Linked DNA regions of Mus musculus: regions 2, 3 and 4 are each linked to region 1. A link is a contact called in public Hi-C data. All regions are on one chromosome and are shown on one strand. The core of a region is the stretch at or near the end of the contact, and the rest is flanking DNA. Distances in the headings are between cores, read along the strand shown.

Evidence for each region. Hi-C and Micro-C count contacts between places; a contact is called where the count stands out from the background.
Region 2: a Hi-C map of the N1E-115 cell line shows a contact between it and region 1, with 4 times the contacts expected there. The contact joins two enhancer-like sites. A contact is called at or near these places in 1 of 484 Hi-C or Micro-C datasets (the N1E-115 cell line) and 2 of 115 datasets of contacts at active chromatin or transcription factors (embryonic basal ganglia and embryonic stem cells).
Region 3: a Hi-C map of the N1E-115 cell line shows a contact between it and region 1, with 10 times the contacts expected there. The contact joins two enhancer-like sites. A contact is called at or near these places in 3 of 484 Hi-C or Micro-C datasets (the N1E-115 cell line, embryonic stem cells and uterus), 5 of 115 datasets of contacts at active chromatin or transcription factors (embryonic basal ganglia and embryonic stem cells) and 1 of 9 other capture datasets (embryonic stem cells).
Region 4: a Hi-C map of the N1E-115 cell line shows a contact between it and region 1, with 2.7 times the contacts expected there. The contact joins two enhancer-like sites. A contact is called at or near these places in 1 of 484 Hi-C or Micro-C datasets (the N1E-115 cell line) and 2 of 115 datasets of contacts at active chromatin or transcription factors (embryonic stem cells and pancreatic cancer cells).

The regions. Positions count from the first base shown.
Region 1 is chr9:47,276,960-47,284,271 of GRCm38.p6, forward strand. All of the region lies in intron 3 of Gm31816 (a long non-coding RNA gene), which reads right to left. Among named protein-coding and RNA genes, the nearest start is that of Gm39332, 37 kb to the left of the region's middle. Within about 2 kb of position 3,397, at least 37 of the 459 cell types and tissues checked have an H3K27ac peak or open chromatin away from gene starts, as enhancers often do. A contact at or near this core is called in the N1E-115 cell line, where this site is marked.
Region 2 is chr9:46,819,868-46,827,179 of GRCm38.p6, forward strand. No RefSeq gene overlaps it. Among named protein-coding and RNA genes, the nearest start is that of Gm31614, 6.8 kb to the right of the region's middle. Within about 2 kb of position 2,879, at least 1 of the 459 cell types and tissues checked has an H3K27ac peak or open chromatin away from gene starts, as enhancers often do. A contact at or near this core is called in the N1E-115 cell line, where this site is marked.
Region 3 is chr9:47,705,007-47,712,318 of GRCm38.p6, forward strand. The region is part of intron 1 of Cadm1 (cell adhesion molecule 1); the gene reads left to right. Among named protein-coding and RNA genes, the nearest start is that of Gm10677, 110 kb to the right of the region's middle. Within about 2 kb of position 3,000, at least 40 of the 459 cell types and tissues checked have an H3K27ac peak or open chromatin away from gene starts, as enhancers often do. A contact at or near this core is called in the N1E-115 cell line, where this site is marked.
Region 4 is chr9:47,585,459-47,592,770 of GRCm38.p6, forward strand. All of the region lies in intron 1 of Cadm1 (cell adhesion molecule 1), which reads left to right. Among named protein-coding and RNA genes, the nearest start is that of Cadm1, 59 kb to the left of the region's middle. Within about 2 kb of position 4,458, at least 64 of the 459 cell types and tissues checked have an H3K27ac peak or open chromatin away from gene starts, as enhancers often do. A contact at or near this core is called in the N1E-115 cell line, where this site is marked.

The DNA.
Region 1 (7,312 bases), core at 2,147-4,646:
TACATACTTTTCAAAACTAAATAAATAACAAGAATAATAATTTCCTTACTGAGGCTGTACTGGTGAAACAATGCAGACTGGAAAAGAAAAGAAAGAAGTTGGACCAGACTAAGTCTCAGTCATCAAGCCAGACTTGAGTACTATTGGGTACAATTCTCTCTTCAGGATCTAGAAAACAAAACTTATTGAAAAGAGGAAGGCTGAAGGGAGAAGACAACGAATCTGGGTGGACAGTCTCCAAAACACACATAAGCAATCAGAACGTTTCACTGGAAGACCCAGGACCGCTGTGGCAACTCTGTTTCAAATCCTGAGAACTGTTCCAAGACAGAAGACACATACAAATCCATGACAAGGACAGAAAAGGACAACCAGCAGACAAAAGTTAAAGAACCATATACATGTTAGTCAGTTGATTAATATGTAAAACTAACATATAATAACTAATATACTCGTCAATTAATTTTTACCATGTCTATTCATTGTAGTAGTACCCTGTTATATAAGAACATCTTCATACAAGTATATATTGAATGTTGAATATATTCCCCTCCTGTTCTTTACCTTTACCTTTCAGCCCTTTCCCTTCTGTCACATTGCTGTCCCCTGATGTATAAGCAGAGACATAATAGCCATAGATCAGGGGTGTTTTTAAAAGTACACAGAAACAGGTTAAAGAGATAACTTGGGGTCCTGCCCCTAACAGTGCAAGATCTTCTGTGTAACTCAAATCAAGCTGCCTTCCCTTCTGTGCCTTGAGTCTTACCATTCCTTTCTCCCAGACCCTCAAGACTGAGGAGTAGTAGGGCCTGTCAAGAGCTTCCCTGAGCCCTAGATTGTACTGCCCCCTCTACCCCTCACACTCTTCATGGTAAGGGCTACAGTGTCTTCTCTGGGGACCAGGTCCTGTATGCTTCTAACTTGTTGCACTCTAAGAAGGAATGAAGGAAGGAAGTGAAGGAGGAAGGGATGGAGGGAAGGAAGGAGGGAAGAAAGGAGGGGGGAAGAAGGAGGGAAGAAGAAGGGAGGGAAGGAAGGAGGAGAGAGGGAGGGAGAAAGGGGAGGAGGGATGGAGGGAGGAAAGAAGCAAGCAAGAAAGAAAGAGAGAAAAGAAAGCCAGTTGAACTCTTCTCTACATCCTTTGTGTAATCTATGTGGAATTTGCCAGTTTCCCCTCTAAATTGGGGGAAGATCTGGGAGGATTTGGAAGAGGAGAAAGAACAAAGAATGTGATCAAAATATATTGTATGAAATAGTACTATAATATAAAGATGTTCTGCCTCTACAGCCTATGATGACACATGTCTGTATCCCAGTCTATGATGACACGTGCCTGTATCCCAGCACTCTGAGTTTCAGGCAGAAGAATTAGAGGTTGCAGGCCAACCTGGGGTATACAGTAGGACCATATATAAATAAATAATTGAGTAAGTTAATACATGAAACATCGGGAGAATGACTAGTTCTGGACTAGCTTGATCTATCTATGGAGATCCTGTCTCAAGAACCAAAAGTTAGGTCTCCATACACTACCAACCTCCTTTGCCAGCATCATCTATGGGTCCTGGAAGCTGATTACACCTCAGACTAAGAGAAAGGGGTATTTCCGGCCTTCTAACCTGGTTTCCAGTAATGTTCCTTCCACTGTAGCGACCTCTCATGGCGAACACAGCAGGGCCTTCAAACAAAGTCAAAGCCAAGACAAAACAACAAAGGCAGAAAGCAAACTGGATTCCATCCAGAATTAACCCCGAAATATCACAATCTTCTGCTTGAGAGTGAGGATAAACAGATGTCTCTCATCCCAACAAATGAAAGGTCCCCCCTCAGACAGCGCGTTATAATTATTAAATAACTTCCTCCATTTGTTCAGGATCAGTTGCGACCTCATTACCTGGATCCGAAGATAATATCTCTAAGTCCTGGGCATAAATCCAAAAAGGTCATTATTAACAGAAGAGTCCCCAAATCTGCAGGAAAAGGAAGAGCAGCAGTAATTGAGGAGGCAAAGCATTTCACCCAGACCTTTGCTTCCAGTCGCTGTGGCAATAGCAATCAGCTTCCCTGGCACTCCTGACTGGTGGACACACAACTGCTAGTACTGTGGATGGTCTCAAGCCTTGTGAGTCTCAGGACTTCGAGGGCAGGGTACTAAGCTGACTTGAGGGTGATTTCCTTATCATCACTCCTTGTGAAGTCAGGTCAGAAACCAAGGATCAGATCACTGGTCCCTTGCACTGACAACCCATTAGACGTTAGGAAGAGCCAGGGGGAGGGGCCCAGGTATCCTTCGACTCTCTGATCTTGGTTTTTGAGAGCCCCCTGGATCTGGATCATAAACCAGCTAATCCTGAGGTTCAGGATTAAGAGGATGGTCCCTATCCTTAAGCCACCTTGGATTAATCCATCCACCAATCAACAGGCAGCTTTGAACTGCTCCTTTCCAGCTGAGCCCAGTTGACTAGGAGCCGGTCCACATCTACAGAAAGATTAGACTTTTGCTAACTGACAGAGGAGAGCCAAAGTCTTAGCAACCTCACTTCCCCGCCTTTCTGTCTTGCTTTATCCCTGAAGCCATGAAGTACAATAGCAAAGACATTAAGGTTAGGCTCGGGAGCCAAGCCAAGTAGGACCTGCCACTCATCCGCTGGAAGGCTCAGGCAAAGTTCCAAGCCTCCATCCCTCTTCTGTGAAATGTGTCGTCATCTTTGCCCTGCTTTCCCAACACTGCCAAAGGATGAGCAGTGTCCAAGATAAATGGGCTGTGTGGGACTCATCCATATTTTGACCCTACCCTATCTTCTTCCACGAGCCTTAATCATCTTCACCCCACACCCAGTGTGATGGTAGCTCGTGAGCTCCTGGAGCTCTGGGGATAGCTACCTAACACCAAGCCGTGCCACACAAGCAAAACTATTTAAGGTCATGAAACATCTAGTGAGTCTGGAGGATCAAGATGGGGCTCCTCTTAGGTTTCTACCATAAATGCATCGGACGGATCTAATTAAGCTCAGACCATCACATTACCACTCCACCCCAAGCATCAGGGGCACCAGCCTAGACCCAGGGTGCCCCCCAAATGTACCTGATAATTAAAGCAATTTCTGCCCTGCCTGATCCCACACACACACCATCAATCTCTCCCATTACTGGAGAGGCAAACAATAAATAATTTAATAACTTGGGTCGAGTAGAATCTGGTTCCAAAACAAAGCGTTTTAATTCTCCAGTGCGCTGGCTTTCAGCATTACTGTAATCCCATTTCCCTTCACTTGACTGGGCCTTTTGCTGCTTTTTAGGCTTCTCGTATTTCTCCCCAAGTTTTCCCCATGGGGCCCTGACAGCTGCATTATAGCAGGGCCTGGCAGCCAGCATGACATCACTTGCTGTTCAAATCAGCAGCGGCTGGACTCATTAGCCTAGCAAGCTGCCCTCTTGCCTTGAAGACCATGGAGACCCATCCATGAAGCTGCAGGCAGGAAGGCCGTGCTGGACATCAGGGCCCTCTCCCTTTCCCAGCATCTTTTCCTGCCTATTCCTGAGACCTTCCAGTTTCTGGCAGCCCCGGTTATGAGGAAAGGCCTGGAAAGGGGAGCAAAGGAAGAGGGTATGACAGGTGACAAGCCCTTGCTTTTCAGAGTCCTTTCTAATTTCCATCATGCTCCCTCTTGGCACTGAGGCTTGGATCGTCCTCAGTCTAGGAGACACTCTCAAACTCTAAAGAGGGGTTTGCCTTTGCTACCTTGTAAAAGATAGCCAGGACTATGACAAGCACAGACCAGGGAAAGTCTCCCTGCCGGCTCCTCCCCGCCCCGTCCCCACCCACCATCTTCCATCTTTCTTCTTTCCCAGCAGCCAGAATGGAATATGCTGATTCGAGAGTCTGGTGCCCTTGCCTGAAGCCAGGGGGCCAAGGAGCAGCAGCTGCTGGGGAGGAGCATGGGTAAAAGGAGCCGCACCAATGGAGCCTTCGTTTAAATAAAGAGCAGGGGAGCATTGTGCTCCATTGATTACGATTTTTTTTTTCTGAATGTTGTGACATTTGCAGGAAGGCTAATTTATTCAAGCATGGAAATCTTTAAAAACTTAATTAAGTTATTTCTGTGATTTTCCATGCCTTATTGTTTCGAGTTCACATTTACTTTCATCCTTGTTAATAAAAAAAAATAATAATAATAAAAATGGGGAGGGGGTGGAGAGGAAGGAAAGAGAAGAAATGAGCCCTCCAGCACCTTCCGGACTGTGTTTGATGCTCTGTTCTCCAACATGAGGTCTCAGAGCAGCTGGGGCTTATGGAGTAGGAATGTCTCCTTCAGGGTCAGGCTCCAGGCCCCAGGCCCTTGGAGATGAGTTCTCCCAGTCCCTTTGTCTAATGGAGAACCCAGCTTCATCCTGAGGGCATTGGCATAAGCAGAGGTAAGTATAAACCATGGTGAGTCTCACAAGGGACAATGTCATCCTGCCATTTGGTGATTGTTCTCCAAAGCAGACTGGGTACTGCACTCTGGAGGGTGTCCCGGGATGGAATGACTAGGGTAGCCTGATGAATGGCAAGAGCAGAATCCAAGAAGCAGGACCCCATCCTCCAAGAACCAGACGTCATTCATACAGGCGTGACCATAAAGAATTGCTTTTCTCTCTAGCCTGAACCCAGAGTCCCTAGGGCCTTTGTCCATTCCTATCTCCAGCAGGTAGTGCCAGGAGTAGCCATGGAACCTCACGCAGTGATGGATTCAATGTAGATCCTACCTGAGTCACTAGGGATCTCAGAGCAAGAGGGATCTCAGATGCTGAGGTAGGTATGGGACAGAGCCAAAGGAGAGACTTAAATGAAAACACAGTCAGGATTCCTACCAGGAAAATAAAGTCTATGCTGTCAGAGAGAATAGGTAGGTCTACCTATACTCAACTTTCATTTCCACAAAGGCATACCTGACAGGATTCTGGAGTCAACGTGGCTCCACACTGAAGAATTGAGAAGTGGGTTGGCTGGAGGCTGAGTTGGAAAGAAGGCCACTCTAGAGTTTGATGCTGGGAAGGATCTGGTTAGAACAGGTTAAGAGGAGGCAATTACTCTCAGCTGCCAATGCAGAAAGACAAAGGGGAAGTATTTAAGCACGGGGCAATGGGGAGATTTCAGGCTAGGCTCACTACCTTCATCCCTGGGCTTGCCTAGAGAAAACTTCCAGGAAGGTGACAAACCCAGAGCAGACAACATTAATATTCTCTACTGGGGGGAGGGGGGCTTCTTGATGTCCTTTATTTCACTCCCTCTAACTTCTCTGGAGTATCAGCTCTCTGAGAAAACATAAAAATATTCCTGTTATCTACATGGGGCTATGCATTCTGCCCCAATTCCTAAATGTATTATCTGCTCTAAGTCATAAGTTGACTGCCTCTGCTGGGACCAGAACCCAGGTCATCTGTATGCCAATGGCATTTGCATGTATTATTTTTAAGTCATTAGTCTCTGCCTGATATTCTGAGTCAAAGAGTTTAATAGGAGAAATTTATGGCTTGTCTCCTCCAATCAACACAATAATTCATGGTTGTGTTGCGTGTGCTACACTAATGGAGATTGCTTTCAACTGGGTGTAGGGTGTTTTAATCCCCCTTCAATTCATTAGCCAGTTCCTCCCGAAGCATTGAGAAGAACAGCAGCTATTTCCTTCTACCCAGGCTGGCTGCTAACACAGTGGGTCTCCAAGTGGGGTCCCCTAAGAGGCCTGCAGGTGGTCTGCGTGCTAAGCCAAATGGAAAGTTATACAAAGTGCTTTTTCTTCAAGCAGATCCCCAGAGCAGATTTGAATCTACATTAAAAAGGCCCAAATTGAACATTTTCAAAACTATAAGCACTTTAATGGTTATTTTTACATTTGCAGAAGTAAGATGATTTTTAAGGTGTTTGTACCGACAAGAGATAGGTGTGCAGTACCTAGAGCCCAGACCCTCTGCTGCTGAGCATGGCTGAGAGTGGGGTGTTCAGAGTCTGCTGTGTTAGGTTGTCTGGGCATGTATTCGCTTCTTAAGAAAGACAGCCAAAGTGCCAGAGTTCGGCTGTCAGTCCCTCCATCTCTTCCCAGGCTCAGTAGTAAATAAAGCGCCTCATCTCCAGCAGATTCCGTGTACTGTTGTGGGTAGCAATGTAGATCTCTGTTTATGTTATATCACTCCAAGCCTGGATGTTCTGTGTGGTGCCCAAGCTTATCTCCTAAGAACCTGACAACCAGGAGAGAGAGAGAGAGAGAGAGAGAGAGAGAGAGAGAGAGAGAGAGAGAGAGACAGAGACAGAGACAGAGAGACAGAGACAGAGAGACAGAAGAGAGAGAGAGTCAGAGACAGAGAGAGAGAAAGAAAGTCGGGGGAGGGGGGCTCTCAAGCCTCCATAGGTGAGGGAAGAGAAAAGAGCAACAATCAACAGAAGACACTGTGGGCATGTTAGCCTTGGTTGAATTCACTCAGTGAGAAGAGTTGAATACACTCAGTGAGAAGGGGAATGAACAGGAGAAGGGATTTCTCTCTAAGCCCATTGAATCCCCACTCTCTGCCATGCCCAGCACTCCAGTGTCATCAATATCACTCATAAGCCCTTTAACAAGATGTTTAGTTCTTGGGCTGCTCACTGGCTCTCAGGTAAACTGTTTTTGTTTCCTGCATGTCCTGCCTTGTCCCATCCAGGATTTTAGGCAGCTCCTCACACCATCTGGTAGACCTCCAGACCCTCTATATGTTATGTCCTCTTCACATTAGAACAAAAACAGAGTCCTTTGTCTTTTTATCTCCTCAGCACCATAAGCTAGACTCTAGAATTCTCCACAGTCTTGATCTGACCTCCTCCTTCTCCCCAGTCCTGTTTTGGTTGTTCTTAAACCATGGCATGCAATCAAACTGTCTAAGGGTTTGTAGAAGCAAAACATTGGCCTAGGACCAGAGCTGTTGACTCAGTGGGTCTTGGGGGGACCTAAGACTGTGTTTTCCTAACAAATTCCCAAGTGATGAGAGAACTCACTGCCTGGCATGAGTCATGTCTACGCCAGGCAGCTTTTGAGCATGCTTGCAAGCATCCTTCTGTGTTGTGCATCCAGGGCCACTCGGGTGGTAATGATCTCCTTATCCACAGTGACAGAGTCAAAAGGATCCCCCATTCTGCCTGAATGGCACATCAGGCTCAGCCACTCCCCAACTCCCCCCCCCCCCCACATGCCGGTGGCTTTTTCTCTCTTCTCTTCTCCCACTCTCTGTGTCTTCCCATCCATCTCTGTCTGCCAGATTCTCACATCCAGGCTTCCGCTGGCATCTCTCCATCATCCTC
Region 2 (7,312 bases), core at 1,629-4,128, 460 kb before region 1:
TGTGGTTGAGGTTTCTTCCTTTCTTTTTCTTTCAGGACTCTGTCTGGGGCTCTGCTCCATGCAGGTTAGAGAGAGCAGCGCACAGCCTCTGGAAATCGGTTCCCCTGCCACATGACATCAGTGGGTTATATTGCAACTTTCCACATGGCTGCTCCGACACAGGCTGCTGTGTTTATGAAAATTCTCTTGATACTAGCTCAGAGCCTCCCTGGCGCTGGAGGCTGTGTGCTGCCTGGGCTGTGTTCTGTGTGGCTGACACAGGTTCTGGGGAAGGCCAGCTTTTCCGCAGGCACCTGGGGGTGGGGTGGGGTGGGGGAAGGCTTGTGCTCCCCATCCCGCACAGGGACATCTGTCTACAAGCCTTAGGTACAGAAATTCTGGAGCCTAGAACCAGTTTTCCTGACAAGAGGGGACAGCAAATTGGGGGTCAGGATCCCTGGGTGGTCAATTCTCTCATTCATAGTGTGGCTTTGGCTAAGCCATTTTACTGAACCTAGTGGCAACTTTTTCTTCTAGTCCCCCAACGCTGGGGAAAAGACCACACTGCCCCTCACCAGAGATGAGAACAGGGACTCCGTGGATCTGGGAGCAAGGCCCTGGGAACTGAGGCCAGGCATGCTGGCTCTGCCAGCCTTTGCTTTCTTTCCCCGAGTGTGAGGGGTAAGGTTGCTTACTGCTCCTCTCCCTCCTTTCCCAGCTCCCTTCTTCTATGCCCCCCTCTCCTCCCCTCACTTCCTCCTTGTCACCACACCCACTTTCCTTTTTATGTGGATTTTTTAGATACATTTTTTCCAGTGTTGCCCAGGCTAGCCTTTAACTAGCCTGATGACCCAGGCTGTCCATAATTTGCCATCTCCTTCTTCAGCCTTCCAAGTGGTGGGATCATAGGTGTGCACCACAATGCCTGCCCTTCCAGTTTTAATAAATGAACGAAACACACAAATCACTGTGCTGTGACACTTTGGAATCCTCAGCCTCTAACATGGACCGAGATGCTCATGCTCAAAGACCCACATGTCCTAGACAATCCCGACTATGTCTTGGTGCTTCGAAGGGTTAAATAGAACTCCTCTCTAGCACAGCAAGCCTTTGGACAAGAGTGACTCTCAGTGCTCCCCGAGTGCTATGATCCCAGGAGAAGGCCTTTCCTAGCCTCCACTGCCTGGTCCCTCTGTTAGTACTTATGAAGATGGTACACTGTCTTAGGGTTTTACTGTTGTGAACAGATACCATGACCAAGGCAACATTATAACAACTACATTTAATTGGGGCTGGCTTACAGGTTCGGAGGTTCAGTCCATTATCTTCAAGTCTGGAACATGGCAGCATCCAGGCAGGCATGGTGCAGGAGGAGGTGACAGTTCTACATCTTCATCTGAAGGCTACTAGCAGAATACTGACTTCCAGGCAGCTAGAATGAGAGACTTAAAACCCATACCCACAGTGACACACCTACACCAATAGGGCCATACTTTCTCATCCTGCCATTCCTTGGGTTGAGCATATATAGAAATCATCACATAGGCACATTCCATTGGAATAATGAAACACAGTCTGTGGTAGTAGCTAAGATATAAACAGCTTTGCATGCAACAGCCATGATTGGTAATAGTCACTCACTCATTCATTCATTCATTCATTCACTCACTCATTCATTCCTAGATCTTGGACACAAGATCCATTTGGGAGACCACCTTTCAGTATACATTTTGAGATCTTCTCCACATCACCTCCCCCAACCAAGGAAAAGAGAACTGCAGCTAACATGGGCTGATTTCTCAGTACTAGCTTCTGCTTGGTAGCCACTGTATGCACCACCCTCACTCATGGTGGCCCTTAGAGGCATCCACTTCCATTATCCTGCTTTCTATTGCTCAGTAAATGGAGCCACGGGGAGGAGAGGTACATTGTCTAAGAGTGTAAATGATGCATTGTAGGTTCAAATCTGGACCATCTGACTTTAGAGCAGATGACCCTAACCATTGCATGCATCTATCTGACACCCCAAAAAGCTAAGAGCAAATCTAAGGTGGGAGTGTTTCCAAATGGAGGCCGGGAAAGGGTTTCCTGGAGGAAGGTGTGGAAGGGGAGAGGTCTAGTAAATGGAAAGCCCCTAGAGCAGAAACCTTGTTCATACTCTGGAGATGCACATGGCTGGGAGCCTCACCTCTGACCAGTGGTTGCTATGGTCTAATCTGCCTCTCTGTCCCAGCAGAGCATCAGGTAGATGCTCTTCATCTCAGAAGGACTATACTCCTTGTACTTGGATATATTATCAGTGACATGGTAGGGTTCCTATGCTTGGCATGTTCTGGCTATGTATATGTGTGTGTATCTATTTAGGTGGGTGTGCACATGTGTATTCAGGTATGTGTAAATGTGTGTGCACATGCAGGCTCTCTCACTGTAGCTGAACTCAGCAATTCAGATAGAGTGGGTGGCTGGATTATAGGAATGTGCCACCATGCCTGGCGCTTTACTTGGTGTCCTGGCTAGTTTTATGTCAATTTGGCACAAGTTAGAGTCATCTGAAAGGACAGAATCCCAATTTAGAAAATGCCTTCATAAGGTCCAGCTATAAGGTATTTTCTTAATTACCGATTGATGGAGCGTGCCCAGCCCCTTATGGGTGGTGCCATCCCTGGGCTGATGGTCCTGGGTTCTATAAGAAAACAGGCTATGCAAAGCCATGGGTGCAAGCCATTAAGCAGCATGCTTCCATGGCCTCTGCATCAGCTCCTGCCACCAGGTTTCTGCCCTGTTTGAGTTCCTGTCCTGACTTCCTTTGAGGATGAACTGTGATGTGGAAGAATAAGCCATATAAACCCTTTCTTCCCTAAGCTGCTTTGGTTATGGTGTTTCATTGAAGTAATGGTAACCTTGACTTAATTTCTAGGGATTCGAACTCAGGTCCTCAAGATTGCACAGCAAGAACTTTACCAACCAAGCCATCTGTCTAGCCACACACTAGCTTTCAGAGACCAGCTTCTCAGAGTTCTATAAGAGGAAGATGCTGCCAGAGATGTTTGAGAGGATACCCAGAAGACAGAAATTACTGGAAGGCTGACACAGAACCTTGGAGTCCCTGGTAGTGGAGACTTAGGTCAGGTGAAACACCTCCCATGTTTCCTTGCTCCCTGCAGCTTTATGCACCAGTGTAAACCTCTGCAGAACCAGTACCAATCTCCCTAGGGATGATTTAGAAGAGGCTGTGCAGAGCAGTCATCCCTTCCATTATAATGGGCATGAGTCATAATTTTCAGTCACCATAGGCCTCTCCCTGTCTCTACGTCCTCCCTAAGGCTACTGCTCAGAGGCATTTAGGGTAGATTTAAGATCAAAATCAAATCAGACTCACCAAATACAGTGTCAGGCCAGGCAGGAGGGATGGGAAGCTCAGAGTTATAGTCTGGAAGGTTTCTCAGCTCCTTGGAGACTCTTAAGTGAGTATATTTTATGGCCAGACACAATGCTGAGCGAACCATCTATAAACCAATTACAGGAAACTTCCCTGCACACCTCGGAGAGTGCTGGTGGCCATGGGTGGGTGCAGAGGACATCTGCCTTCTCTCTTCAACAGGCATCCCCCAGGGTTCCACCTGCTGCTGGTGTCCTGTCTAGCTCACTCCCCACAGTGCTGAGGCTCCAGGGGGAGGACTCCAAAGAAAGAGTCAGCAGCAGCTTTAGAAACAGCAGTCTCAGGACCATGGCACCCAGTTTATGTGTGAAAAAAACCCGAAACGTGGGATGGGGAGAGTCCTTATTGGAGCCCACAGGGGGAACTGAACTGGAAGGACCACAGGGTCTCCAGCTTCTGAGTTCAGCTTTGTCTACTTCTAAGACACCCAATCTTTTCCCAACTCTGTGGAAAAATGGCAGAAAGCAGATTTCCCCTAGGAATTCCATTACCCATCTCGGCTCCAGATGTTGTTCTTAAAAATCTTACAGGTCTCAGGCCCGGGTGGTGCTCTTGATGTTGACAGCTGGAGACGCTTCATCCTTTACTAGGCGTTTCCTATCCAAGTCCTGAGCCATTTGATCTGAAGCACACACAACTCCTCATCAGAACACACTCTGTCTGTCTGTCTCTGTCTCTCTGTCTCTGTCTCCCCCCGCCCCTCATGTCAAGGGCCATATCAAGTTATCTCCATACCTCTTACCACGGCATGGTGACGGAGGCACAGTATGTGAATCTGGTAGATGACCACACCTAGACTTCTGCCACTTCACACAGTATGTGAAGGTGGACACTGGTCACATGGGTGAGGGAGATCACAGGACTAAGCTCATGTAGTCAACAGTGACCCCATGCTTTTCTCTCTACCCAGACAGGGACAGAGGGGTCAAACCAAATGAACTAGAATGAAATTGCCATGACCTTCTGGTACTGTTTGGGTGCGGAGTATCCCCCAGAACTGCATATATTAAAGACCGTATCTTCAGAATGCCACTATTGGGATGCTCTGCAGAACTTTAGGTGTTAGACCCTCAAGAGAGCTCTGGAGTCATTGGTGGCTGTGCCTTTCATGGGTCTCCCATTCCTCTTTCTCTCCCTTATTTCTGGCTGCAAGGTAAACAATTGGCCCCAGCACACTTCACACCATTGCCAATCAAGCTCAAGGCAGGGGGTCCATCTTATTCCCAAAATGAGCCGAAAAGAAACCATTTTTCCTTCTTAATTAGAATCTCAGGTGTTCTGTTTCAGAGGAGGAAGACTGACTGGGACCATCCCATCAGGAAACTCCAGGTGTACCATCCATTCTAGAAGCTGATCTCCTATTTTATTTATTATTTATTTATTTATTTATTTATTTATTAATAAACGGGGCTTTAAGAGAGAGTGGAGCCTTAGAGAATGAAGCTCAGGAGAGGACCAGTGATCTCCCCTCCCCCTTGTAGTCCCCAAGGGCAGGTCTCCCTGCACAGCTTCTGCTTTGTGGCTACTCCCGTCCTGGAAAGTCAGCTTTGAACTTGGGTTGGCCTTCTCTGAGGACCTGGCAGAGGCTCAAGGGACACAAACCCCAGAGGCCCGAGATGCTTTCATGTCAGGTCCAGCTGCCTGCCCTGAGAGCTGATGGCTTGACAAGTGGTATTAGCATAAAAATCTCCACAGTGGCAGCTGCCAGCTCTGTGCCAGAGCCCACGGTGCCCCCGCTTGGTACCACTCACTGTCACAGGGGTGGATGCTTGCCAGCTAAAGGTGCATGGTTGTCTCTCACCACCAGCACCTCAGACTCTGTGCCTGAAGTAGGAACCTCTCTAGCTCAGAACCTCCTCAGCTGCCTCAGAACCTGGCCTCTCTCTCCAGTCTCTTCACTTCTTATCTACCCAGAAGGCTCTGCTCCACTTCCATCTGGATGCCAGACCCCGACCACAACTTCTTCCTATCCAAGGCAAGAGAAGGCTTTCCTAAAGTCCTCCTTGAAGATCTTAGTCTTGTAAAGGTACTAGGGTCAGTCTCCCTGGACTCCATGCTTGTGTCCCCTCGGGAAATGACCCTTGGTATCAGGAATGGAGATATTTGAGTTAACAGTCTTGTTAAAACAACCAGCAGGGATTCCATGGGCAAGTGAATAGTTGGGGTGTAGAAAAGAGAGTGTGAAGAGACAGAGATAGCCCTTGCTCTGGGAGTTCCTCTACTTCCAGGGTCACAGCATGGTCTCAATGCTCCCTTTCCAATCTTTGTGACTCTGCCACACAGATAGAAACTTCCATAAATATTATCAGCACAAAGTAAAATTGGAAAAAAATGAAAAAGTATCAGCTTCTGTTAGTAAGTAGTACAGGCGTCCTCTGAACTGTACTGTGGCCAAGCTGTCCAAGCAGAGCCTAGAGCTCTAAGACTCAGTGTATCCCTTTGTCCCTTGCCTCTCCCTTCTTTGCTGTACACCTGGTCCACTGCCCTTCTTAGTCCAGCCTTGGACCTTTCTGACTCTCTTTTTGTTTGTCTGGGACGTATCTGTCCCTACTCACAGAGCCTTCCAGAACTCTCAGCTAAGGAGCCCCAGGCACCTCTCACCACCATGACCCCTTCTTCTTGGTTTTCATTACAATCACGAAGAATGAAATTGTACATTTTTGTGATTTAATAGACATCTCAATATAAAAGCTCTCTTTCCTTTTGCAGATTAGTGCTTTAACCGGGGTTACTTATACACAAAATTTTAAAATCAAATAATTTCGCAAGATTTTTTTTTCTGGAAATTTAACTGGCCTATAGCTCTTTTTTTCCCCCCATCCTTGAGTGTCAATCACCCAAACTCTTATAGTTTTCCTGTTGTCTAGATCTTTTCATTTAAATAACAAACTATAAAAACTATGCTTTTTAAACTCCAAATTTTATTATCTATTTTATTTTATTATAGTTTTAAATACATAGAAATGCCAAAAGGATTTTGGGTGAAAAACCATAAACCCTGAACTTTGCAATTAACATTTTTCACATTTTTAAAATTATCTACTCATTTATCCATCCTATCTACCCATCTACTCACCCACTCATACATCCATACACACACACACCCTCCCACCCATTCATCTTTCCATTCACTCCACTTATCAACTCATTTATCCATCTACTCATCCATCCACTCACTCATTACACATACACACACTCAATCCATCTACCCACCCATTTGTCCATTCATATACTCTTCCACTCATCTATCCACCTATCCATCCATCCATCCATCCATCCATCCATCCATCCATCCATCCACTTACTCATCACACATAGACACACTCAATCCATCTATCCACCCATTTGTCCATTCATATACTCATCCACTCACCCACTCATTAATCCATCCATCCATCCATTCACTCACCCATCTATCAACTCATTTATCCATCTACTCATCCATCCACTCATTCATCACACATACACACACTCAATCCATCTATCCACCCATTCATCCATCCATCTGCCATCCATCCATGTATTCATCCACCTATCCATCCACTCACCCACTCATCTCTCAATCTACCCATGCACCCATCCATCCACCCAGGCACTCACCTCTCCATCTACCCACCCACTGGTTTACCCATCCCCCCAGCTGTCCTACTTTGTTTCATGTCAGTCAGCTGCAAATACAAATGTCCATTATCTTCAGAAACTTCAGCTTGTGTTTCATTAGAGGCCAATATTTGCTTCTGGTTTATTTTGCTTCATTTTTCTTTTGAGATAAATTTTGTGTGCAATGGAATGTGTAGAGCATGAGTGTACCAATCCATGAGTTCAGAGAAATACATCTGACTATGTAACTAGACTGTCACAAAAATCAGAAGTGCACCATCACCCAAGGGCTTT
Region 3 (7,312 bases), core at 1,750-4,249, 430 kb after region 1:
CATCCACCAATAAGGAGTTGCACCATTTCTTCCTAGTTGTCTGTCAGACTGACAGACAGACAGACAGAGTTGTGCTTATTCTGAAATCTGGACAGAACATCTGCTGTGATGTAGCACACTGAAGAGATGCTGAGATAGAGATAGGCTATGGCGGAGAACTTGGTGCTGATGCAGGGAAGGCATAAAGTAGAACGGATTTCAATGAGTCCTAATTTTTAGACTTTTAAGAGGTTAATTCCAATTGTTATTCTTGCTGTCTTCCTATCAGAGAGCTTTGGCCAATCTGGTAAGAAGCAGAGGTCAATAGAAATGATTAAGCAGCTGGAAAAATCAGCTTAGGGATAGAGGGGAGGGGTTAGTACAGCATTTATAAAAAAGAATCTGAATCTCTCAAAGTCTACGGAAACAGGAGGATAATTTAGCATGATTTGGAGAGCTGTGGAGCCAATGGCAGAAAATTGAGTACCAAAAAAAAAAGTACTTACTGAGTTTAAGACAGATCTTAATAGACAAATTAAAGAACTGCAGAGCAGTCCAGAGGAAAGTGTCATGATGTTTTAATAAAACATGCTATCCCAAAGAATGATAACAAGCAGCGTTTATGAGCACACTGTGCCCAGCACCCTGCAAGCATCCTTTTGTTTGATATCCTCAGTGATCTGTGAAATGGGACTATCACTTTCTGCTTCATTTTTCAAAGACAGCGGGATGGGGCAGTCTTATGAGGCTGGTAGGCCGTGCACACTTCATTTTGAACTTAAGTCCTGAGCTCAATCCCAGCCATACACTCGTGCTTTCTGTGCCAGGCAGTTGATGTGCTTTCCAGGGTAACCCACTTGGTTTCCCACGTGCTTAAAGAAACACGACTTGCTCTAGGAAGTTACTCCTCACGCACGTGGAAAGCAAACGTGTGCCAGGGTCCCTGTTCCCTGTTGGAGGGAGTATCCAGCAGGGGTCAGAATGGTGGCAGCATCATAGCATGCATCAGAGAGGGGGACAGTGGGACTCTCGCTTTCTAAAAGTTTACTCGTTAGCTCAAATAAATTAGTCACCTGACCTCCGTAGGGATAACACCCCCAAAAAGCAGAGAATCTGATTCCATAGTGTATATATGAAGATAACTATGTGTGTGTAGTACGTGCATAAAGTACTGTAAGGGTGGCGTGCAAATAAGAACATGTGTATAAAACCTGCGTGTGTGCGTATCGTGTGTGTGTGTGTGTAAAGTACTTAATCTTAGTACATACTCAGTGAGCAGTAGCTGACATTGTTGTTCTGATCAAGTCTTCAAGGAAATGAAGACAAATAGCCAAGGGCATTACATGGTAGTGAGTTTTTAAAAAGACTTTAATTTTGTGTGTGTATGTGTGTGTGTGCAATCCTCCCAGATTGTCTATTTAACAGTAAAACTTCTGTCCCCTTTGCACAATTGGGGAATTCACAAAAGGCTTTGGTCTTGTAGATGCAGTAGTTTGTCCGCTGCAAACCCGGCTTCTGACAAACTGAAGGCTTGCTGTGCTCTGATATGTTAGCAGGCAATGCGTGGTTTTAATATTCATGGTCTCTAAGTGCTACCGACTGACATTCGGTACTAAATGTGCAGATACGGGTGCTGAGCGAAACACAGGCGGAGGACTTGCTAATTTGTATTCTAGATGGAAATCTTAAATTAGTTTCCAAGATTTTTAAATGGATTTTTAAATGCCGGGCACATAGGAGATTGAGTTCATATTAATATTTATAAGGTTTGAGAAGATATTTAGTGAAATATTTGTATAATTTAATTTTGGTCATAATCAAGAAGAAAACCATAACAAGAAGGACATTGCACTTTAGTTTGGTGACTCTTTGTAGCTCAGAGTTAGAATTATTTTTTTCTGGAAAAACTCATGCTGACCCCTGCATGTTTAAAGAGAACTTTTTTTTAAATTTATACCCAGAAGTTAGATGTTATGTGTGTATAAATTCCTTGAGTTGGATTGTTTTATGGTAATTTTATATAAGCTAATTAGGAAATCAGTATTGATAATGATTTTTTTTTAAGCCTTCATTGATAGTCCTGCAAAACTCCATATTGTAGCTGCTTTTATATTCTGTAGTACAGGGAAGAGCACCCTGGGTTCACAGGAAACCTGCTTCCTGTGGTTTTGCTTAGGGCTAATTGAGCTTAATGTAGTTTTGTGTGCAGAAGGTATTGACTTGTGCATAGTATTTAATTTGTGTAAATATGTGTGTATGTAATGTTTGGCCCCTCCGAGTTTTATTTTAAATGTAACCCTTGAAACTGGGATAATAGAAATTCGTAGCTTAGGCCTGCTAGCAATTGCAGGTGCCAACGGTTTAAACTGCTGTAGAAATACAATTATGAGCAGCCAAGAGCAAATCTTGTTTTAAGGTCCATGTGTAATGAATGCCTGTTAGTATTATAGAATACAATTAAAAAGAGGTTTACCTCTCCTAAGCTGTGATTGGTTCTTTCTGATGGAAATGTTGAGTCCCCTGAGTAGAATGTGTATTCAGCTCTCGGTGATTTAGACACCAGTGAGCCTGGCATACTGCAGGCTTGGATAAATTCAGGGCAGTTATAGTCAAGCAGAGATGGGAAAAGACTGAAAGATTAATGAGCGAGCTTAAAACAAAGCTTCAAAAATGAGAGCAGTGCTCTGCTCGGTCTTATATAATTGTGCAGAATAGAAGTCGGTTTTGGCGGCTGTTGTTAAAAAAAATTTTAGGATCTTGGCAGAAAATGTTTATTTGTTATAAAAATCGGACCTAGAGAATGCAAGTGAAAACCTGGGTTGAAATATCCAGTTCCTGCTTGGCTGTGTAGTCCTCAGAGACACACCCTGCCCATAGCCTCTTTTATTCTTGCTTGACCAAGCCTCTTCAGTTCTCCCCACTACACCCCCCACGGAACTTCCCACTGCTTCATGATGGTGAGGGCCAAAGTCCCAGCTCTGGCTACTCTCCAGGAAGTGCACATCTGGGTGGTGTTCCTGGAGGCCTCACTGGCACTCTTGCGTGTTGACCAAGGCCTAACAGATCAGGACCGTTCAGAAGCATGAGAGCCCTCTGCCACGGTAGCCCAACTTACTGCTGATTACCTGTGGATCCCAGTTTCTGGCTGGTGGCTTTCAATAGTAGCCTCGTGGCATTTCTTTACTAAGACTTAATGCAAGGGATCCTAATGGCTTTAAAATGCGCTTTTACCTTTGCCAATCCTTTTAATAGCCCCTGTAACTAACCTTCCATTTGCCCAACACTGTGGAGCTCTGCTGCGGAGCTGGTCATCCCGTAATGCGAGGCTGGGCACTCAGGGAAAGGGCAGCTCGTAATTAACGCAGTGCAGGTGAGCCATTTCTTTGATCCAGGGCTTGCCAGCGCAGTGAAGAAGAGCAGCCTTGGAAGAGAGACTGCCAACTCAGAAGAGGGTTCTCCAGTCTGTGTAGACACAGCAGCAGCCTTTCACTCTGCCTGTCCCTTTCTTCAAGGAGTTTGGCGCCACCTACAGGAGGCAGGAAGCGCGGTAACCTCAGCTTCTCATGGAAGCACTGGACTTCTCCCCGTGGTCATTCCTCATATTTAGGGTTTTTTTCCCCCCCTATCAAGTTGATCACTTGTTCAGCATGTAGTATTTATCAAGCCTCTCTTTGGCCACGGGATGATGCTAAGCTCTATGGGAAGAAAGGTTACGTCTGTACTAACTGTTTTGGCAGAAGATTCCTCACCGGTAATTGCTTGGTAAGGTCTCTGTTTCTGCTGCCCTGAGCCTTTTCCTTGGACACTCCAGCAAGAGAGAGCAGTTACAGATGGGCGTTGGAGGGGACAGCCTACAAGGGCTGCAGACTTCACTTTTGAGTTTCCTTTGTTTTTTTTTTTTTTTTTTTTTTTTGTGGACAGAGTGGCAGCCAATCCATTATTTTCTTGTTTGTTTCTATTTGTTTTCTTTGGAAAGAAATGTTGAGTTTAACAAAGGGGTGGGGGGAACTACAGTCAAGGAAGTTCAAGATGCATGATCCAGTTCAGAGACTTCAGGGGGAAAGACAGGTGATCGCTGTTGCTGGTGCATTAAAGGTGCTGAAGAGATAATGAGGATCAATTATTTTCATTCATCAGCCTTTCATAACTGTATCACTGAATTAAGCTCTCCATTGTTCCACGCTGGAGGGATTTGGCTTGAAAGGAGTTAAGAAGGTAGGTTTCTGCCTGCGAGTGAATGAGCTCAGCTCTCCCTTCCCCACCAGCACCCCTAACCCAGACCTGTTCTTGAACTCTCTGCCTGCACCCTGCTGGGTTTTTTGTGTCATCTTGCACCACACCCCGACCCCCACTCCACCACTCTGCCTCCCAGACCCACTGTGGCTCACATCAGCTTGAGCACGTGTCCTCATCTGTCCACTACAAAAGACACAGTCATGTAACCTGCCCTTCTTTGTAGTATTTCTAGCTTTTCTTTCCCCCCTCCTCCAACTTCTGGGCAAATGACATCATCATTCATTCAGGGTTCTGGGAAATAACTCCTGGTTATCTTCCACACGTTCCCCAAGAAACTCAAGTAGGTTCTGAGCCTGTCTCTTTACCTCTATAGCTTTTCGTAAATGTCCTTGTTTAAAACTGAATTTCTGTTTTGCTTTTCTGTCATTTCATCCTCTCGAATTTCCCGTAACTTTGTATTTTCTAAGTCATTTGTCTTCTTTAGAAATCCTTACTAGTTGGCTTCTAGTAGATTTGTATAATGGCCTGTTGGCTAGAGAGAGCTGTCTAGTCAAATGAAAAATTTCCCACCAAGCCCCATGTTAAAATAGACTGTGGAATTTGGATATTTTTCTGGGTTTAGACACTTAGGTTTCTATTTAAACATCAAAAGGAATTTACAGATAAGAAAAACATGTTAGTTATTTGATGGGGAAGGCCACACATTGGAGCTGAAACGATTTTAAATACAGTATTTCATATGTTTATACCAAACAACTGACTAATGGTTTCTAAAAATAAATATTTAGAGCATCACCTAAGCCGATGCACAGGCAGAGTACACAGAAAGTGTATTTGCTGTCATAGTCACCAGGGTAATGCAAATCAAAACCGCCTCACTACCCACCAGGATGGCTAAAGTTTAACAAAAGATAATAATTGCAGACAAAGGTGTGGAAAACCTGGCAACTTTATACATTCGTGGTAGAGATGTAACATGATGCAGTAAATTTGGAACCAGCTTGGTGGTTCCTCAAAGTATTAAAAATAGTGATCAAAGGATCCAGCAGTTCCATGCCTAGCAATGTACCCTGGGATCAAAATGTGTCTCCATAGAAACATGCTAGACAATGTTCAGCAGAAGTATTCATAATCACAAAACCCAGAAACAACCCAAATGCACACTGCTTAACAAATCGATAAGGAACACGTGGCGCATCCACTCAGTGGAATATTATGCAGTCTTTAACAGCAGCACACAGCATAGCATGGATGAGCTTAAAACACCATGCCAAGTGGGAGAAGTGCCATTTATCTGAAATTTCCAGGAAAGGCAAGGCTATAGCCACAGAAAATAAATTACTGGCTGCCGAATTGGGCAAAAGATGTGAGAATGAGTGCTCGTGGATGTGAGATGGTTTGGGGATGAAGTCAGGGTTTGTAACTTAGGTACTAGTGACAGGTACTGGGCCCTGTGAACCTCCTAGAGATTTCTAGCACCTTCTAGAGACCACTGAACTGTATATCCCAAATGCATGAATTATCATCTCCTATGTGCAGTAAAGCTGTAGATGGTAAAGTCATTTGCAAGTGTGCTTGTGTCTGATGCATCTTCATATCACCCCCAAATGCTTACACAACACTTGATAAGTAACTGAACAATGGAGGAATGAATGAATGAGGTCATAAGAATTCTTATAATATACGAGCAGTTTCTTGGCAAGTGCTCTGGGGGAGACTCGAAGAATGATGGCCAGACATCGAGCCTCTGTCCTTCTAGTCACTCATTTTGATGAGGCAGCTGCCTTGTCCATTGATCTGATGTCAGCCGGATGGAATCATGCTCTGCTCTGACGTCAGTGGGATAGGGGCTTTCCTTTTTCTCTGTTGAATGATGTTGGCGGCACACACTTGAGCAACTCTACACTGTGTGAATGGTTCGTGATACCAGTGCTCTGTTGTGACCTTTATTTTTATGAGCTGTGAGAATTAAGAACCTACCAGTTTTAGTTTAATTAAGCAGCAAGGCACAGCAGATGGTGCATTTGTGGGTAATGATTGCCTTCCTCGAGTTCCCTTAAGCAGCGCTCTAACCCTGTGGTAAGCTGTGCCTAGAGTGTTGCACCACGGTGACAAAACTGCCAGAAAGAGGGTCCCCATGGCAATGGTATCATCAGAAAATCATGGAGGACCTGGACACTACCACAAACTGAACTATAGTGTTAGGAGGAAGAAGCGCTAACTGTGTGGTTATAGCATATTACCATCCATCCATTCCAATATTTGCAAATAAAGTCTATGAAGGTTTTCATTACCCTGGTGTTGTTTTGTGTAATCTGGGGCAGGCATTAAGAATGCATTGGAATATGATTTGCATGTTTTAAAGTGCTGGGAGAAGATTGGTGAGATAGAGAAGCAGTGATTTTTTTATGTCAGGTTGTTTTATTATGTTTGCTTGTAGTCACTACAGAGGGCCGAGCGAGTGTCCTATGGTAGACATTTCTCCCAGGTACTGTGTGCTTACTGTTAGAGTGTTTACTCCAGAGGATGTTAAAAGCATCCCTAAGTGAACAGAATATGGAATGAATCTAGTGCTTCCCCCTGATTGTGCAGCCTTCCAGGAGGGAAATCTAATTGTTGAGGAGAAGTACTTTTCATTGTTAAGGGAGACGCTATCTGTCTAGCTCAAACTCTTCCCTTTACTATCTTTGAAAAACTGAATTACTTGAAAGCTGGCATAAAACTTATAATTGCACAATATTTTAGATCCTAAGATAATATGCCTCGATTTTTTCTCATTAATGCAATATATGAAATCATCAAAATGAAATACATTCCCTTACTGGCTGTAATGTTGTTAAAAGCATGAACTATGTGGATCTTGTAGAATATAGCCATAGTTACTTTCAATAGAATAATCCATTTGTCTCATCTCTGTGTTACAGAGACTAGATTGGAATCCTGGTTAACTCATGAACTTCAAAACTAATATTTTAATCAGAGTGTGTAATTTCTCTTTGGCTAAAGCCCACATTTTATGTTGGGAGGAGACCTTCTGAAATTGTATAAAGAGACTCTTTTCTGTTTTTCTTCTGTAAGGGTGTTGTAGCCCACAAGG
Region 4 (7,312 bases), core at 3,208-5,707, 310 kb after region 1:
AGGAAACTGACAGAAAGACGGGCCTCTGGGGACCAGTATTTTATAAGAATGGCGCTCCTGTCAGTACCTTCCATTGGAGGCTGAAAGTTATTTTTCGAAACTGTCATCTGTCAGGCTCTTCCCTAGGGCAAAAGACCTCAGGTTAGTGGTTGAACTTGCTTGGACAAATCCAGTGAGTCTGCCCAATCCTCACGTTGTGTAGAAAGACACAGAATGTGGTGAAAGGGGACTTTTTTCCTCCATAGTTGGTAATAGTGGGGATTTATTCTGTAAGTAAACGAATTGAATATGTGAATGAAAATATAAATGACAAAGCTTGCTGTTTTTCTGGAGGAGTTTCACTTGCCGTGAAGAGATTTGTCATGAACTTGCATGAACAATGAAAAATAAAATCCAGCAAAACTTATACTTTCAGGCACATGTGGTTGTGCGCATGTACGTGATTGCGGTTGCCTATAACATAATGAGGCTGTTAAACTCACTAGAATGGGCAAAACCGTAAAGTTAAGCTGCTTTAAAATATTGCTGTCACACACTGGCTTAGCAGAATCCATGTTTTCTTATAAAACACGGAGAACACTGTGAGATGGCATTGTAAGGAAATGCACCTTGCTACCCTAAGCAGTAGGCACACCTTTTCAGAATGCAAATGTGCAGGACCCAGCGGGGCAGCGTACACATTCCTGAGTTTTCTTCCTCTGAGTTTTAAGTAGGTTGGTGGTATAGAAAGGGGCTGCGTCTGATTATGACTCTTTCAGGGGGAAAACTGTTTCACCAGACTGACCTTAAGTCCAAAATGGAGAGTAATTCAAAGCCCCAAGGGGGCTTAAGAAATGAAGGTAGCTTATTGGTTTTGGCAGCCAAAGGGTTGGCTGGAAAGACCATTGAGCCCCTTAGTTGACAGACAATGCTGACAAGCTGAGCCGAAAGCCTGTGTGCCATAGCAAGCGCAGTCATTATTTTCATTGGCAGAGTGTATTGCTCACAGTTTTGGGTAGTCTGTCCATTTTGTCAGTAATTTAATCTAGGTCGGAAAAGGCATGTGGTATGAACTGCTATTGTCACACATCCCCGCAGGCATACCTGGCAGGTTCCATTCCAGCTTTTAATGAGGAGCCTTGCTTTATGCTGGGGTCCTGCTGGTGCCTTGCAATATCTTTTCTGGGGTGTTTTAAAATGGAAGTTAGGTCTTAAATCGAACAAGGTGTCTGCAGGAAAGTTAATAAGACCCCCCTCCACCCCTACCTTGTTTTCTGCTCCTTGTAAATTTGATAATTAGGGAAGATTTTGAGACAGACTAAAGTATAGACGACACAGGATCATGTCTAAGGGAGTGGCTCTTTTTCCGGGGGTAGAATACCCTGATTTACAATCAGGATGTTGAAGATGGAAACTTTACACATTCAAAATGAGCTGTATATTTGCTGTAGTTTGATTCCATGGTTGGCGCGTCATAAGGTAAGACATGACACTGCGCATCATGGCGTTTTATACTCCTGCCCCAGGAATTAAGCTGGCACGCTTACAGTAGGGGCATGTTGATTCTGTGCTCTTGGGACGAATCCCATTCTTGTCCTTTCTTCTCTTGAGTCTTCCTTACGCCTCACTTTCTTGCACCAGCTGTTCTTGTCTGGGATTTCTGTGATTTCATCTTAGAATTGCAAAATGAAAATGGTTGCTTGAATGTAATCCTTTTGTATATGTTAACAGTTTTTAGGATACTCTTGGAAATATTCTTGGAAAGAAAATGCAGGCATTTTCATGTTTTGGCGTTCTTTTATTTTCATGCATTTTTAGATCAACTGAGGAATGTGCAGGAATTTTTTAGTCTGCATGCTGAATTAGTGAACAATTAATTGGGAGGCACTCCCCCTGCCCCAGTCAGATTTTTGGCAGCAACTGTTAGGGTGCCTTTTTCTTTATTCATTCTCCGTTTATAGAGGGTTTTTTTGTGTAGGAATTGTTTGTTCTTGTGGTCAACATAAGGATGAGAAAGGGGTTGCTTTTAAGAGTAAAGAAGACAGGAACTCAGTCACTTACAATTATTCTAACGATGTGCTGTTCATTGAGCATTAACCATATTCCAGGTGATAACCTAGGAATTATTAATCTATGTCTCTTCCAAAGGGAGAAATCAGACTGAAACAGAACAGGGACACTGAACATGGAAAACATAAGAGCTTGTTAACTGCAACAAGGTATTATTGGACTAATGAGATTGGCCAGTATAAAAAAGAGACTAGCACTCTAAAGAATAGCAAACACAAGAGGCCACCGCTGCCCAGGTGCTGAACTAGATAAAGCACAGAGAGAAGCCATGGCCGACTGCAGTCCAGACCACTGTGGGAGCGGCTGCAGCTGCGCTCCCAGAGAAGCCGCTGTGCTGATGAACCTGCTGCAAGGCAGCCTGTCCGGGATTTAGGGGAACTTTCCTAAAGTTAGGATTGTGGAGACTTGGTAGAATATTTTCTGTAGCGAGTAAAAGGGAAGTTTGCCTGGTGACCCAGGCTGTGGGGACCCTGTCCCTGCAGTTGCTGGATCCTAGGAGAGTCATAGTCTGCAGTGCCTCTCTGGCACCCTCTATTGAAAAGCCTTAACCTGGTGCTAGAGGATAAAGGAAAAACAGCTAAAAGGACCCAGAGCCATTGTCACAGAATGGGCAAAGTAAAGGTGGATTGGCAATGAGAGGCAGCAGTGTGACAGCTGGCACAGGAGTGACTACTGCTTATTTTTGGATCTCAAAGAGACCAGAAATAGTGAAAAGGGAATATTTCCCCTATTTCCACTTTACTGGTGAAAAATATTTAACCTGAGGTAGATAAGTGATTTGTTTAATGCCAATATAAATGACTAGGTTCTTTTACACCCCCCCCCCCTTTTTCTCTTTCTCTCTCTCTCCCTCTCCAGAGAAGGGAAAGGTTTGTTTTTGCTCCTGGTTTGAGTGTACAGTCTACCATGATGAAGTGATGAGGGAGACATGGTGGCAAGGGTAGCTAGCTGGTCACACTGTGTCCACAGTCAGGAAACACAGGAGAAACTGTCTTCCTCAGCTTCCTTTCTTCTTTATTCAGTCAGTAGCTCCACCCTACAGGATGGTGCTGCCCACTCAGGTCTCTGCTCGGTTAACCCTTTCCGAAAAGGCCCTCAGATTTTCAGAAATTTGTTTCGGGTGGTTCTAAATTCTGTGACACTGGCAGGAAAGATGAACAGGGCTATGTAACTAACGAATGGAGATTCACTTCTCCAATTCAGATTTGTCAGTTTCTAAGGCTCTGAATTTTCTCCAGAACGTCTTGCATTAGAGATAACAGCAAACCCTAGAAACTGGCCAAACATTTGTTTAGGTCCCTTCTGCCTGGTCCTACAGCCGAGGGGATCTCTGGAGAGACTGAGTGCTGTGTTTTTACCACAGGCTATCAGAGTTGGAGGCATTCACGAATGTGCAGTGCTCATTTTAGTTGGGTCCCTACCGCCTCCTTTTACCCAAATCTTGGTTGCCCTTGTATCAGTCAAGGTTTAGGTTCCATACCTGATGTCCTCTTGGCAGCTCTCAGGGGCCTCCAGCTGGATTCATTGGGTTGTAGGGACAGGAGATGGTGGATCTTGGATTATGTACGGATGAACCTTCTCTCTCAGGCTGCCCCTTTAGTGTGCACCCCACTCTCAGCTGCCCCCTTGTTGACACTGGGTGTTCAGGATTGCTCTATCAGAACTTTTTTGGTCCTGTGTTTAGTTTGCCTTTCTTTTACTGTGATAAATACCACGGTCAAAACCAATTTAGGAGAGGAAAGAGTTTATTTCATCCTAGAGTCCCAGGTTTCCTCATCACTGGGGAAAGTCAGGGCAGGGACTAAAGTAGAAACAATGAAAGCTGAGGCTCACAGACTCATGTGTTCTCTTACTTGCTCTGTGGCTCAGGCTCAGCTTGTTTTTCTACAACCCAGGGCTATCTGTGTAAGGGATGGTGCTGCCCTTAGTGGGCTAGGTCCTCCCATATCAGTCAAGACAGTCTTCCACAGACGTGACCAAAGGCTAATCAGATTGAAGCAATTCTCAAAAGAGGTTTCCCTTTCCAAGAGGACTCTAGGTTGTGTCACCTTGAGGATAAAACTAACCATCAAATCCCGTTAGCCACATATGTTTACCTCATGTTGAGTAACAGACTTATTCTTCATATTTGTGTAGCATGTCTCACTTTCATGCTGATTGACACTATGCTTTTCAGAACTACTTTATCATTTGACCTTGGGTGAGTTACTTAACCTCTTTCATCCATTCTTTAATCTATAAAGGGGATGGCCTTTCTAAAGCTCTGCTCATCTTAAAAACACTCAGTAGCTATTCCCAGTTTAACATCGTTGGCAGCAGTTCCACACAAGGGCACTCACTTGCCGGATCCTGTCCCTGGCAAGTAGCTGATGAATCACAAATAAATGGAGGGCAGCATGATGCCCTCATGAGAATGTGACTTCTGAGTCAGACAGAGGAGGGTTTGAAGCTCAGTGTTGTAACTTAGTAGTTAAAGGGCCTTGGGCGAGAGAATTGTTTTCCCTTGTCCCGGCCGTTTACTTGGTGATTGGTAGTCTCCTGTATTCTGATAAGCAGGAAGGGAAATGACTCAAGCATAGCTGGCATGTAGCCAGTGCTCTGTAAGTGGTAGGGAGTGTCCCTGCCCATCAAGGTCTAGCTTCTTTGATGGCAGATTCCTTCTTTCTAATCGTGCTTGAATTGCCTGTAGTGTTTGATACCCAACCCATACTCAGTGCTGTTGCCAGCTTAAACTGAGATGCCCCCGTCCACTAGAGGAGGCTTCCCAAACCTAGTTTCTTCACAAAGTAAATACTTGGCACATGAGTAATCACCCTGGAGTTTGTCTTATGGTTTGATTGTGCATATTCTTCTGTCTTGAAGTGGCGCATCCATTGTTATAGCTTTATTAGATTTCTTGTAGTTTTCTGACTGCGTGGTTCTTTGCTGTCTTTTAAAATCATGAAGACATGGTATAATAGTAGTTGTAACAGGATTAAGGATTTGGTATCTAGTTGCCATTATTCCAGGTGATATACACCAACCATTTCTTTAACATTCACAGTGCTCTTAGTATCTCCATTTTGTAGGTGAGAAACTAAAACTCTAGCAGGTCATTGCAGCTGGCCCTAGGGCATGAGCCATGGTTGGGGAGCAACGGCAGATCTCAAAGGCCACTGCTCTCCGCTGCGCTCTGTTACTGCTTGCTTCAACTCTAGTTTTAGAATACTTTATCCGAGGTCAGTGATGGAAGTCAATCAAAGTTCAAATTATCCCAAGTCTAAAATTATAGGGAAGACATATGCTTCAAGGCGGATTGACCCATATCCTTCCCCCACCCCCACGAGACAGGGTTTCTCTGTGTCGCCCTGGCTGTCCTGGAACTCACTCTGTAGACCAGGCTGGCTTCAAACTCAGAAATCCATCTGCCTCTGCCTCCCAAGTGCTGGGATTAAAGGCATGTGCCACCACTGCCGGGTGACCCATATCTTTTTAAGCTTTCTAATACATCTGGGGGTGGGGTGGGGAGGACAGTTTCTCCTGCTCATAGAACTAAAGAAATAAAGAGGAGTAAGAACCAAACAGCACATTTGTAATGTAAGATTCGAACAGGTTCTGACATATGAGTGCTCTTTTGTAGTCATTCGTCCTCAGGCCCCTTCCCTGCCTTGCTCTCAGCCTCTTCTGACACCTTCTCACACGCTGTCCCTTCAGATTCAGCAGCAACATGAATCTTAGCATCACGCACCCCCTCTTCCTCACATGGGAGCTAAGGCACGGCTCTCCCTTTAGTGTCTGTCCTTACTCTAATTATTGACTTTACCTTGGCCGACTTTCGAACATGAGTGAGCGAGCACTGATTTTCTACTAATAATACATAGTCCTAGTGACTTGATTTTAAGGTATTTGTAAGCGAGACAGTGGGCCCAATGATGAATTTTCAGATTGCATTTAATGAATCCCAGAGGTTGTCATCTGGCATCCACCTCTACTGCATGGGAACAGACAGAGTCACAAACTGTGGAACCGGAATGAAGTGTGTGTTCAGATGCCAAGAGCTTATTTCATTTCTCCTTTTATTTCAGTAACAACATTATTTTCACTGTTAGGAAAAAGATTGGCTTGGTAGACTTTAGGAACCACTTTAGTCAGTGCGGATAAATGAAAAAACACAAGTGATCAGCTTTCATTGTGACAAATGGAAACTGTCATTTAATTTTTATCCCCAATTATACAGCTCCGGGACCAATTTTTCAGGTGGAATGTTGGAGCCATTAAAAAGAAATAAGTAAACTATACTATATTCCATCATTTTTCTGGCAGCTAACCAATGATCTGTAGCCTTATTACATATACGCTTTTATAGAGATATTTCTCTTAAGTTTGTGAAGGGTTTTATTAACTCTTTGCTGATTCCTTCTGCAAAGCATTTTTTCCCTACTTGAATTTCATTTGTTTTCCTCTTTTTGTCACCAAGCGTTGGCTGGGATTTACCCTTGTTCTGGACCAAGTGATCCAGCGTTCAACTCAGCTTCGCTTTTTAAATACTCTTCGGTTATTGCAAGTAGGCCTAATGGTTAGTGTCTTTTTAATTCCAACCAAAGATACAGTGATGGTGCTAATGCTGAGTATAGTAAGGGTTTATGTGGATTTCAGAGTTAAATTTCTTAAAATGCTTTGTATATGCAAAGCCCAGCTGCTATCTCTCCTGCCTTACTGTGTGATACTGGACAGTGGGCACCTCCAGAAAAGAGTGTTACTGTAGTATTGTGTGCGTTGTCCTAGAGAGTGAACAAAATGCTTTCATTTCTGATTTGCCAACTATCCTCAGTAAGCTGGTATTGTAGGCATGACCGTCTCCTTCTCTTGTCTTTACTTCTGGTGGTGACAGTTGAACGTAGAGCCTTGGGCATGCTGGGTGAGTGCACTGAGTTACACCCTGAGACTATTAACGTGCATGTTTCAATCTCTTTCATTTACCATTGCACCCACAAACTTAGCGAAGGGCTTGGCATATGAAACATGCAGCAATATCTAATGGCTTGTCTATTAATTTCTATAATATCTAATGGCTTGTCTATTAATTTCTATTTCTAAAGGGAATTAAGTTAGTAATAATAATAAATAATAATGACAGTATTGAAATTCAGGGTCTTCTGAGAGCAAAATACAATTCCTTTAGCTGTGTGTATGTGTAGTATTATATAGAAAATTTGTATGTTAGTGGTTTGTATTGTAGAGGCCAAAGAAATTCAAATCAAAGGCTGTTATTAATATTAAGAAT